Linked DNA regions of Ovis aries: region 2 is linked to region 1. The links are chromatin contacts, called in public Hi-C maps. All regions are on one chromosome and are shown on one strand. The core of a region is the stretch at or near the end of the contact, and the rest is flanking DNA. Distances in the headings are between cores, read along the strand shown.

Region 1 (6,551 bases), core at 2,887-5,386:
CAGCTGTGCCTAAGCCTTCTCTCAGAAGGGTTCAGGGTCACACAGTCTGGGGTTGGTGGGGAAAGTCACAGCTCCTCTATTTTTTGGCTCTGTGGGCAAGCCGCTTCCCCCTCCCCCTCCAGAACTACCACTGGTTGAGGATTTATTATCAAAAACCAGCTGTGAACTCCTTGGATCTGCAGGCACTCTGTGACGTGTTCTAATCATGACCATTTGACTGATGAGCAACTGAGAGGTTAAGGGGCTTGCCTAAGGTGACACAGCCCAGCAGGGCACACCACAGTTTGCTTGCTTTTCACACTCCTGCCTCATATGCTTGTTGTAAGATTTAAATGAGATCACATCTATCATGTGATGTACGGCTGAGGGCCACATTCAAGGAGTGTGAACTGCTTGCCTTCTTCCCTTGCTCACCCACTGTTGCAGGGAAAAGCTCATTCTGACTCCATGTTGGAACTGTTTCATTGACTTGCTTTTCATTGCTTTTGTTATTATAATCATACATAATGGCCTGCCTCAGAGAACCCCTGACCAATAAACCAAAGTGCCTCTGTTCAGGACCCTGTACACCTGTGGATGGAAGGAAGGAAGAAATTAACACATTCCTTTTCTGAAGCTTGCCATTCTAAGAGATATTTGCAAGATTAACAGCCTTTGTTTCCTCACCTCCCCCATCTCTGATCTATAAAAGAACCTGGCATCCAGACCCCAATAAGATGGTTATTTTGAGACATTAGTCCACCATCTTTTCCATCAGCCAGCTTTTCAAATAAAGTTATATTCCCTGCCTCAGCACCTCATCCCCGATCCACTGGCCTGTCTTTCAGGGAGCAGAGCAAGCTTGCCTCAGTAACACCACCAGCACGGAGCTAGCTGTTCCTCTGCTGGGTGGAAGGAGGAGAAGCGTGAGGAAGTATAGAGGACGGAGCACCTTAAAGCAATCTGGGGGTCTCCCCGAAGGAGGCAATGTCTATAGCTAGGTCTGAAAGGATTGGGGAGCATGTTGCTGTGTGTCTCGGGGAAAGGCACAGCATTGCTCTGTCTCTCTGCTTATAGAAGGAGCTCCTGTGAGGAAGGAAGGAGATTTGTAAATAGCAGGTGTGGCCTCATTATATCGAGGGACATTGTTATCAATAACCATGTGTAGGTAACAAGCTGAGGTTCAGGAAGCTGGCCTTGCCTTCCCAGAGAGCCAGGAGGAGTAATCAGTGTCTAGGGTGGGGTGGAGGAGGAGAATCTGCCTTCGGATTCCATGCAGCTCCAGGGTGTGTGTGTGTTGGGGGTAGGGTGGGGAGGAATGTCCTCCCTTCCAGGCTTTTATATTCTACTGTGCCTCCACTCCAGTATTCCTGCCTGGAAAATCCCATGGACAGAGGAGCCTGGTAGGCTGCAGTCCATGGGGTCGCTAGGAGTTGGACACGACTGAGCGACTTCACTTTTACTTTTCACTTTCATGCATTGGAGAAGGAAATGGCAACCCACTCCAGTGTTCTTGCCTGGAGAATCCCAGGGACGGCGGAGCCTGATGGGCTGCCGTCTCTGGGGTGGCACAGAGTCGGACACGACTAAGGCGACTTAGCCGCAGCAGCAGTGCCTCCAGCCAGGAACCCTACTTAAGGGCAGTATTCTCTTCTCTGCTTTGGCTCACAATGTTCCTTCCAACGGCAATACCATTTCTCCTCTCCATGACCACAGGCTAAGAATCACACTGGGCAGTGGAAGGGAGGGGGGGATCCCAAGGCAGCCACCTTGTACTGGTTACCTTCTTTTATCCAACAAAGGCTTGATAGGCATCTCTCTACACAGGCTCTCCACAGGCTCTCCACATGACCCTTAGGGTAGAGAAGAAGAGGGCAGGGTCATGCCTTCAGGAGCTCATGGTCAGCTGACACTCTACAAACATTTTAGGGTTTACAGCAATTTCTCACACTGATTTTGTTCAACACTCACTTCAGTCTGTGAGGCAGGTTTCATGGTTCCCATTTTGCAGATAAGGAAACTGAGGTTCGGAAAGTTACAAAGGTAACATCTAAGTGATGCTGAAAAGGAATGGATAAGATGCTGATTAAGTGAAGACACTTTGTGAAGTGTCTCTGGATTAAGACAAGCCTCAGTGGGGCTGGGACTGCAGAATCTTAAGTGACCCCGTTGGGTCTCACCAGCCTTATCCTGGCCTGAGTGGGCCCCGCTCATGCTCAGAGAGATCGGAGAGAACACCTGGCCGCTGAGCATACAACTTGACAGTCCTGAGACTAGACCCTGAACGCTGAGAAAACTGCCCTCCACCCAACTCCTAACTACAGGGCAGAGACAGGGAAATGGGTGTCTTAGAGGGGAGGGCAGAGTTGGTGAGGAGCAACAGTGGGGAAGCACAGCCTGTGAGCTGAGACTGGGGCATGACCCCTGGCTGTCAGCACACAAATGCACTCTCCTGATGCCAGCCTGCTGTGTGACTTTGGGAAAGCCCCAACCTTCTCTGAGTCCCTGCTTCCCAGCTCTCTCCAGACTCAAATTCCTAAGGATCCTCCAGCTCTCGATTGAGTGGCACCCTTTCTGCAGCCCCCGGGTGGCCTTTACTTCCTCTTTCTCGCTATTGTGCCCAGCCTCTGCTGCCCAGCTCAGTGGCTCAAGCGTCATCCTTACTCTTGGAACCTGCAGTCCTAGGCCTGCTCTGCCCTCTGACTCAGGCAGGCCTGAACTTTGGGATCTAAGCAGGTGACCTGGGTGGTTGTGCCCCATGATTGGGCTTTGACCTTTGGCATGTCCACCTGGTCCCTCCCTCCTCCATGGCACACACCTGTCCCCAGTCCTAGGGCAGCCCAGGAAATGCAAGGGACCAGGTTTTTCAGAGAAGGCAGCAGCACTGCACCGAGGGGCTTTTCATCTATCATGAGATGGCCCAGAGAGGCAGTCCTTCCACCCCTCCAGCTCCTCTCTAGGTAACAGCCCAATCCCGGCTGGGAATGCTCCACCCCATCTGACCTCTCAGGCCAAACGTGCGCAGGCCTGTTTTACTGAGGGATATTTGTCCTAAAGGACAAGTGGACTCACTGAAGCGACTTGGCGAACCTCCCAGCATCCTTATACCTGGTCCACTTTGCATGCGTTAGTTGCTCAGTCGTGTACGACTCTTTACAACTCTATGGGCTACAGCCCGCCAGGCTCCTTTGTCCATGGGATTCTCCAAGCCAGAATACTGGAGTGGGTTGCCAGTTCCTTCTCCAGGGAATCTTCCTGACCCAGGGATCAAACCCAGGTCTTCACATTACCGGCAAATTCTTTATCCTCTGAGCCACCAGGGAAGCCCTGGTTCTCTTTAGGGATGGGGAAATCACCCCTTCCTCAGAAGGTATGGGGCCTAACCAGAATTGAGATAGGTTTGTAGAAATTTGCCCTCACCGGCTGCACCGAGAATGAGAGGACAGACTAAGGAGCCCTTCTCCAGCCTCCTAAGGGAGAGGGCAATGGCAACCCACTCCAGTACTCTTGCCTGGAGAATCCCATGGATGGAGGAGCCTGGTGGGGTGCAGTCCATGGGGTCAGTGAAGAGTTGGACATGACTGAGCGACTTCACTTTCATTTTCCACTTTCATGCTTTGGAGAAGGAAATGGCAACCCACTCCAGTGTTCTTGCCTGGAGAATCCCGGGGATGGAGGAGCCTAGTGGGTTGCCGTCTATGGGGTCGCAGTCGGACACGACTGAGGCGACTTAGCAGCAGCTGCAGCAGCAACATAACTGTACTAGCGAAGAGTCACATATTTAATGCCAACACTTCTAAGCCTTACGACACCACCATTATGATATAATTTAATCCTAGTTTTACCGAAATGAGGAAACTAAAGCTCACCGAGGTCAAGTGGCAGGCACAAGTTCACAGAGCTAAAAGGCGGCAATGAATGAAGGGTCTAACGGAGGCGTGTGATGGGCGCGCCGCGCGATGGCTTCGCGGAGAGCGGGGGGTACAGAGTGTGCATAGCGCCGGCGGCCCGGTCCCCGGAGGGCTGGCAGAGGCAGGTCCTCTTCACCCCGGGACTCAGGGGAGCACAAACTCCCAGAGGCCCGGCACGGCTCTGCCCCTGCTGCGCGGGCCGCCCCGCCCCCGCTCCGCCCCCAGCCCGCCCCGCCCGGGACCGCAGACGGCGCCCGGCGGCGGCGCGAACGGCAGCGAGGAGGGTGGCTCTGGGCTCGGTGCTCACCGCGACTTCCCGCGCAGGGCCCGGCCGGACCAGGACGCGCGTCCTCAGCGGCGCTGGAGGATGCGGCCCCGGTGCCGGGCAGCAGCAGCGGGAAGCCGGGTGCCCTGCAGGTAGGAGCTCGCCCACTCGGCGGGCGCGGAAACTTGGGCCGAGTTTGCGGGCGGCGCGTGGGGAAGGGGCGGGTGGCGCTGCCCCAGGGCGCCCCTACCGGCCGGTCCCGGGATGGAGCGCGCTGGGCCTGGGCCGAGGTGGCGTGGCTCCTTCTTGCCGAGGAGGGGGGCCCCCGGCGGGCGGGCTGCGGGCAGGGGTCGCGCCGCTGCCCCGACTTTCCCTGGATTTCGAGGCCCCGGGGGCCCGGTAGCGCTCTGGAGCTCGGGTGACCGATCCGGCGCGGGGCTGGCGAAGAGGAGCTAAGGCCGAGCCCCCGGGCCTCCCGCGGGGCCCGGCTCACGTGGACTGCCCGGGCGGAGATGAGGGGGCGGCGGGGGCCTGGCCTGGGGGCGGCTGGCACTGAGACGCCTTGGGGCCCTGGACGCGCCCTGCTGGGACGGGACGGCCCTGCGGTTTCCTTGCTAAGGCTTGACTCACCCTCTGGCCGCAGCCCAGGCTGGCGGGATCGCCCGGAGGCGGTGGCTGCCCGAACTCTGCTGCCTGGCCGCCCCCTACCCCAGCCCTCCCGCCAGTTTTTAGATGTCGGTGTGCGGGGCCCCGAGCGAGGGGAGAAGGCAGTTCTGGAGGGGAGTGTGTGCAGATACGGGCCAGGCACGTACTTGCAGGCGCGGGTTTGCATGGGTGGCGGCCTGTGTATCGGCCTGCTGGGGTGCACGTGCGCCCCAGCGCCGCCGGGTAGAGCATGGGGACACCCGGAAGCCGGCGGGGTCGGGTGCGGCAGCAGCCCCAAAGCCAGGTCGGTTGAGGGCCCCAGACACTGGAGTTCAGGGCGAGGCAGGTAGAGGACAGGGGCGTGGAGCGGATCCCGCCACCCTTCCCCCACCGCTAGAGCCTGGGCTGCCCCTAGATGCGGTTGTAGCGTAGGCAGGGCCCAAAACCTCAGCCGGGGGAGGTGTGAGAACACGGGAAGCGGAGCCGATTCAGCCTCTAAAAGGCGCTGGCCACAGCTGGGCAGGATCGCTCTCTTCTTCCTGGTCTTGTCCAATGTCTATCAGGAGACCCCTTAGGCGTTGGAACTGGGCCAGGGAGCTGTTTGCGCCCCCTGCTGTTTAGGGCAGGGATGGCACGGCGGCGGTGGGCTCCTCTCCTGGGCGCTGCTTGAGAATGGGGCTCCCAGCCCAGCTCCAACTTGTCAGGAAGCCGCTGGATGGCCCCAAGAGTGATGTGACCCTGCTCCCTGGAGCCCTGCCCTTCTTCAAACAATTGCTTGCCTCTTCAGGTGTGTGAGGGAAGGAGGCACCTACACTTGGGCTACCACTTAGCGTGGAGAGGGGCCTTGCCTTGAGGGGTTGTGTGCTGGGCTCTCTACCTCCTAATAGCAGGAGGTTGTGTTACCCCCATACCCTTCATAGCTCTCTGCTGGTTCCCTGGAGCCCTCATCTCTCCCCCAAGATTTGGGGGTCCCAAGTGGCCTCACTTTTATTGGATGAGTCCCAGGGGTGTCACAGGAAGTCCCCAGGGCAAAGGGCACACAATGCGCAGAGCCCAGGAGAGAATGGCTCTTGGGGGCTGGGGCTGGGTATGGAGAAGGTCCCAAGGAGTGTGTGGGGGAAGTGAGACTAGAGCCCACACTTAATTAACCCAGAGCTCCCCAAGGGCAGGGGTCTCAAACCCCACCCCCAAACCATACAACCACTTCTTGCAAAGCTGCTGTGCACCGGGGTGGGAGGCTTTCCCCTTGGGATGCACGCCCTGTTGTAGGGCACTGCCATCGGTATTGTGGCCCCGATGCCCCTTCCTGTCTTCTCAGGACCATCCACTTCTTCATGCTGGTCTGAGGTTAGAATCTGGCCAGGAGGTGAGACAACTGTCTGAGTGTTGCCTGGCTTCCTTGGTATACTTAGGCTGGAATAAGGGTGGTCACTGGCTCCCATAATACCCTTGGCTTGTGCCAGTCTAACTCGGAGCCTGTGGGTGTTATTGATCACCAGCTGAAGGGAGAGAACTGCAGGGGTTGTTGGGGGGTGGAGGTTGGTCTTGGCTTGGTGACAGAACCCTGTGACACCTGGCCCATGGCCTAATCATAGCAAGATTGAGCTGATTCATCCTTCCTAAGCCACCTGAGGGTTTCGGGGAGCAGGGCACTGGGGGAGGTAGAAGCAGGTCAGTGTGGTTCTAGCAGGCTGGCCTCAGATGACCTCTCCTGGGCCATGGGGTACCTGCTGCCTTGAGGAAATCCACGT
Region 2 (6,551 bases), core at 2,670-5,169, 120 kb before region 1:
GGTGCTGGAAGCTCAACTTCCACTAGACCTTGAGCCTCGGTATAAGCTCATTGTAACACATCAGCATGCTACATGACACAGCTACAGGGGCCATTACAGTTCTAAGGCCAACCACAAAGGTGAAAAGTAGGCAGTGGCCCAACTCCTGGAAGCTCCTAACCCTTCCCCAAAATAGCGCAAGTATTCCTCCCACTCATTAGCCTATAAAATTACCCACCCCTGTAAAAACTGACAACCCTATATCCTGGCGCTGCTCTCATCTGAGATGGCCTACACTCTGTAGAGTGTGTTTCTCTCTAAATACTTCTCACCTATCACTTTGTCTCTCACTGAATCCTTTCTGTGATGAGACATCATGAACTTCATTAAGTCCTGAGACCAGGAGCAATCTCAGTTAAAAGACCATGAAGCCAAGTCCCAATCTGAGTTACAGTTTCAGTTTGCACCTCCTCTTCCCCTATCCCATCTTTTCTGTCCCCACTTTCCTCTCCCCACTGGAAATCACTAGAATACTAGGTCTTTTAAATTTCTTTGCCAGTGTGTGCTTCTCTGGTGTGTTGGCATTGCAGGACTAAGCCATATGAAGCCATGGATTATATCTGGGTTATGTGTATGCGTTTTGTGGTCCTTATACTGCTGAGAGTTTCACTGCACTCTAAACACAAAGCCTCATGATAGAATCAACTAGTATATTTAATTCCATTTTATAGATGGGAAAGTGAAGTTCACCCAGCCAGTTTCTTTCTGCCCTGAAGCTGCTGGCAAATAGACTGCTGCTGCTGCAGAACAAACCTTCCATCCTCGTTAGCATTACCTCCCTGGGACCTGTAGAAACACCTCCTCCGCCACACACCACCACCACCACCAGATACCTTTTTTCAGTCCCAATTTAGCAGCTGCTTCTTCACATTTCCCATCCTGCAGCTTCCCTCATGCATACACTGTGGTTTCTTGGGCAGCACAAAAATCCAAAATGTCACGCAACTGCCTCTGAACAAAGAGCCCTAGAGTCAGCTCCCAGTGACTGACAGCTTGTTTACACCAAGAGCTTCCTGGTAGAACAAAATATTCCATAATATTTGAGGCAGGCTTGGTGCTGCCTGGGGCAAGGCAAGGGGAAGGAGCAGGCCAGGAGAGCTGCTAGCTGTCTAATAGCAAAAGAATGCCAGCGGTATCACAGTAGGCGGCTGTGAGGGCAAGGCCCAGATGGGAAATGAGAACTTCCGGCCTTTGGAGGACAGCTGCTAATCCAGGTGTGATCTAGGAGCATGTCAGTTACTTGCTGTAACAGGCTGGCCTCATGGCAGCTTTATCTGCTACAGTGACATGGTTACTGTTTGCCTGCTGGCCCAGATAGCAGGTCACTGGGACTGGAGGCCCTGCAGACTCCTTTTGGAGCCTCTGGATTCCTAGAAAAGGGTGGGGGAGAGTTCAAAGGTGCCTTCTGTTTGTGTGGGCAAGGTAGATGAGGGCTGAAGGGTTTCCGGCTATAGCGATTGGCTTGGAAGCCACCCACAGAAACACGTGGATGCACGCAGGAAGGAGAGGCTAGAATGCTCCTTAGGGCCTGCAGGGAGCTTGGGGTTGGAGGTGAAGATCATTTCTTATTTTGGGGAGAGATCAGGGCTTGGGGGCTCATATGTCACTGGGAGCTTCTGAAATCCACTCTCTTTGGTAGTGGAGAAGTTGAGCTTTGGAGCCCCACAGTTGGGGGAGGAGAGGAAGCTGGCATGATGGGAACCAGGGAGGGAAGGCCATGGAAGGGTGCTCCTGTTTATCTAGCACCTGACCTGTGCCAGATACATGCTTTGCTTCAGTTCAGTTCAGTTCAGTCACTCAGTCGTGTCCGACTCTTTGCGACCCCATGAATTGTAGCATGCCAGGCCTCCCTGTCCATCACCAACTCCCGGAGTTCCCTCAGACTCATGTCCATCGAGTCCGTGATGCCATCCAGCCATCTCATCCTCTGTCGTCCCCTTTTCCTTCTGCCCCCAATCCCTCCCAGCATCAGAGTCTTTTCCAATGAGTCAACTCTTCCTATGAGGTGGCCAAAGTACTGGAGTTTCAGCTTTAGCATCATTCCTTCCAAAGAACACCCAGGGCTGATCTCCTTTAGAATAGACTGGTTGGATCTCCTTACAGTCCAAGGGACTCTCAAGAGTCTTCTCCAACACCACAGTTCAAAAGCATCAATTCTTTGGTGTTCAGCTTTCTTCACAGTCCAACGCTCACACCCATACATGACCACTGGAAAAACCATAGACTTGACTAGACGGACCTTTGTTGGCAAAGTAATGTCTCTGCTTTCTAATATGCTATCTAGGTTGGTCATAACTTTCCTTCCAAGGAGTAAGTGTCTTTTAATTTCATGGCTGCAATCACCATCTGCAGTGATTTTGGAGCCCCTCAAAATAAAGTCTGTCACTGTTTTCACTGTTTCCCCATCTATTTGCCATGAAGTGATGGGACCAGATGCCATGATCTTTGTTTTCTGAATGTTGAGCTTTAAGCCAACTTTTTCACTCTTTCACTCTCATCGAGAGACTTTTTAGCTCCTCTTCACTTTCTGCCATAAGGGTAGTGTCATCTGCATATCTGAGGTTATTGATATTTCTGCCAGCAATCTTGATTCCAGCTTGTGCTTCTTCCAGCCCAGCATTTCTCATGATGTACTCTGCATAGAAGTTAAATAAGCAGGGTGACAATATACAGCCTTGACGTACTCCTTTTCCTATTTGGAACCAGTCTGTTGTTCCATGTCCAGCTCTGTTGCTTCTTGACCTGCATACAGGTCAAGTTCAGGTTTCTCAAGAGGCAGGTCAGGTGGTCTGGTATTCCCATCTCTCGAAGAATTTTCCACAGTTTGTTGTGGTCCACACAGTCAAAGGCTTTGGCGTAGTCAATAAAGCAGAAATAGATGTTTTTCTGGAACTCTTTTGCTTTTTCGATGATCCAGTGGATGCTGGCAATTTGACCTCTGGTTCCTCTGCCTTTTCTAAAACCAGCTTGAACATCTGGAAGTTCACGGTTCATGTATTGCTGAAGCCTGGCTTGGAGAATTTTGAGCATTACTTTACTAGCGTGTGAGGTGAGTGCAGTTGTGTGGTAGTTTTAGCTCTCTTTGCTTACCATATCTCATTTCATCCTCTAAGCAGCCTTCAAGATAGGCATTGCTATCCCCATTAAAAATAATAATAACCTGAAGCTCAGAGAGAAGGAAATAAAAATCCTCCCAACTGCATACCAAGCCATGGCCTCTTAGAAGGGAAAGGAGAAAGTGTTATGAAGCTGCTCAGATAGCCTGGACCTGAGCTGGGAATGGAGAGAGGCGCAAGTAGGCTGACCATGAATCTTGTTGTTGAAGGCAGGCTCTTCTGAGAGTGAAAAGGGGCAGTAAATATGCCAGGACAATAGGCATCAAGTGGGACTGTCCTGGGAAAACTAGGATGCGTGGCCTCCCTACCACAGAGCACCCGAGGGAAGCACTGTTCAGAAGCCATGCCCTGTGAAATCACAGCTACCTTTTAGGATGTAATCCTCATAGCAATCCCTAAGGGACAGTGTATTATCCCGTTTGACAGATGAACAGACTGAGGCTCAAAAGCATCACTTCACTTTCTCAAGGTCCCACAGCTTTTAAGTGGGGAAGATCTGGCTGGCTACAAGTCCTGGTTCTTGCTGTGAGTCATGCTGCCTCCCAGGCTCAGGGCTTTGGAGGAAGACCAGAGAAAGAGACCAACTGGAGAAGCAGAGGGAAAGGGCTTGAGTCTCAGAGTGTGACAGATCACGTGACAGCCTCTGTGTGGCCTCTTCCAGGACGTCACGTGCGCAGTGGCTGAGGACGATGGGGTGCTGGGGCAGGGTGGAGGCCCCAGAGGCTTCTGCAGCCTGCCCTGATCTTCCTGCACCTCCAGGGGGCAGTGGCCAAAGCCGGAATTTCTAGGAAAAAAAAAAATCATTGTGTCGCCACATGTCTATGACTGGTGAACAGGAACACTGAGAAATTGAATGGTAGGTGTCCTGGAGTCAGGACTGTCCCCTCTGGTCCTTCGACCCCTTTTCCTTCCAGCTCAGTCCCCCTGGGGCTCCTGGAGAGACTGTGGGGGTTTGGGATGCAGGAATACTCTAGGTCAGGGACAGAAAGCCTGCAAGGTCACGTACATGTGGAGGGTTTGTGAGCCTTGGGGTTAGTTCCTGCTCTGTTTCCCAGTCAGCCTGACGTTGCAGGAACAGATCAGCAGCCATAACATAGACAACGGAGGGCCCGGTCCAAACTTCAGATGACTTTGCAGGCTCCTTAACTCATTGCATCGCAGGTGGAAGGGCAGGGAATTGGACATGCCAGTCAGAACACACCACCCGTGTGCTCTCAGACCTGGGCTGGCAGGGCTGATAAGGAAAGAGAAGTCCCTGCCCTACGGGATGACGAGTCAGCCTGGGGTACTTCCCTCAAGTACAGTAGCCTGTGGCCTCTGCAAGTTAATGTTGCATAATCAAGGGCTGATCATGTTTCTTCATTCATAAATCTCTTTAAAAAATTAATAGACTTCATTTTTTAGAGCGGTTTTAAGTTTACAGGGAAAGTGAGTGGAAAGTGCAGAGAGTTTCGATACACCTTCCTCTCCTTCATGCACAACCTCCCCATATTCATTCACTTCTCAAATTCTGTGTTCCACATACTGTCCTGGACCAAGGCCTAGCCCTATCATCAGGAACAGGGAGGGAGGAAGGGATGGAGGAAAGTAGGCCTAGGGTGCCAAGGGAGCCCAGCAGAACAGTCCACCCAGCAGGGGTGGTCTGAGCAGTGAGGAAGGACCTCAGAGGAAGTTCCCAAAGTGTTAGCCTCTCAATTGTGTCTGACTCTGCAACACCATGGACTGTGTAGCCTACCAGGCTTCTCCGTCCGTGGGATTGTCCAGGCAAGAATGCTGGAGCAGGTTGCCATGCCCTCCGCCAGGGGATCTTCTCAAACCCAGGAATTGAACCTGCATTGCAGGCAGATTCTTAACCATCTGAACCACTTGGGAAACCCAGAGGAGATTCCACCTGGGCTGAATTCTAAGGGTGTGGGCAGTAGCAAAGAGTAGGGATGGCAGGATTGGGGTGCAGTGTGTACAAAGGCCTGGGGCCAGAAGGCGCACTTGACCCAGATTCGGTAAAGCCCAAAGCTAACCGGTTTAGTCTGAGGAGGAAGGGTCCAAGTAGGCCAGAGTCGGTGGGAGGGGCTTACCAGTGTGGGTGGGGCCAGCACTGGCCTTGAAATAGTTAGAAATTTCAGGTACTGGATTATGCAATTTGTGGCTTTACATGTGTCCTGAAGATGCTTCAGGGGCTTTCACTGTTGCCTTAAGTTCCAGCCCCTTGAGAACAGGATGGGTTTTTCTGGTGGCCCGCGGCTAACCCCTGCTTCACTTCCGCCCAGATACAGCCTTGACCAGTAGTCTCACATCTCACAAGGAAGCAGAGAAAGCCCACCTGGCAAGTCAGGGGCCCGGCAGGACTTCTCGGATCATGTCAGGCTTTCTCCATTTATTCACCCCTGGTGGTAGTTCCAAGGGAAGAGGGGTACGAGGGAAAGGAAGCCTTTCCTAACAGAGCAGGCTGCCCAAGGCGCAGGGAGAGCAAGGACCTGGACCCCTGTGTGCAGCATTCAAGAGGCGGCGCCTGAGCCCCCTGGGAGGGGAGGAGGCCCCGTGCAGCCGAGCCTCAGAGCCTTGCTCACTTGGTTAGAAAGCGCAGACAGTAGAGTATGCCCTTTCCCCGTGACTCTGAAAGAAGAATGAGGATGAAGGGGCTCTGAGGTCATCAGGGAGCAAAGATAGTCCTGGACTAGACCAGACCGGAGAATTCCCAAGGGAATCCTTCAGTAAGAGCCAAACCTCTTCCCTGCCGCCACGGCTCTGCCTGCAGCCAAGGAGCCCCCTCCTGATGAGAACCTGCCTGTTAGCGGTCTTGGGCCATGAACACGCCCCTCTCGCCAGTTTCCAGGTGAGGAGACTCACCTGTGCTGAGCCCTGTGTGCAGGCCCTTTGCACACGTGACTTGCACTTCATCCATCATCCTGTGAGGTGCGCACTGCTACCATCCCCGGCTTAGTGGTGAGTAAACTGAAGCTGGGGGAGGTGAACACTGGTGGTAGTGGGTAGAAGGGAATAACGTGAGCAGAGGCCCAACGGGACAGGGCCTGGGGCCAACAGTAGTTGGCTGTGGGAAACCAAGGCACATGCCTGTGAAATGAGAACTTTCTCCCTTATGAGCTGAAGTGAACATACAACAAGACACTTGGCTTCCCCCAAAGTTTGGGCTGAATTAATAGTGGCATGGCATGCAGGTCAAAGGAGGAGATTGTTCCTCCTTCTTGCTGAGACTGTACCCGAAGGGCTAGGATCCTTTCAGGGCCCCCCCTGCCTAACAGCCATAGACGAGCCCGCGCACTGTACCAGACTGGATATACAGGGAGGAGCAGCCTGGGGAGACCCGTATATCCTAGGCCTCTGAGGAATCTCCCGGAGGCAGAGTTCAACCCCATAGAGGGAAAAACATCCTGGAAC

Evidence for each region. Hi-C and Micro-C count contacts between places; a contact is called where the count stands out from the background.
Region 2: a Hi-C map of mixed tissues shows a contact between it and region 1, with 3 times the contacts expected there. The contact joins the enhancer-like site here to the promoter of C18H15orf39 in region 1. A contact is called at or near these places in 3 of 16 Hi-C or Micro-C datasets (blood and mixed tissues).

The regions. Positions count from the first base shown.
Region 1 is chr18:31,201,078-31,207,628 of ARS-UI_Ramb_v3.0, reverse strand. C18H15orf39 (chromosome 18 C15orf39 homolog) reads left to right here and starts at 4,136. Exons shown (of 3, transcript XM_027957169.2): 1 at 4,136-4,307. LOC121817103 (a long non-coding RNA gene) reads right to left here and starts at 4,046. Exons shown (of 4, transcript XR_006056855.1): 1 at 3,849-4,046; 2 at 1,951-2,039; 3 at 1,763-1,832.
Region 2 is chr18:31,316,444-31,322,994 of ARS-UI_Ramb_v3.0, reverse strand. No RefSeq gene overlaps it. Among named protein-coding and RNA genes, the nearest start is that of PPCDC, 35 kb to the left of the region's middle. Within about 2 kb of position 3,919, at least 11 of the 54 cell types and tissues checked have an H3K27ac peak or open chromatin away from gene starts, as enhancers often do.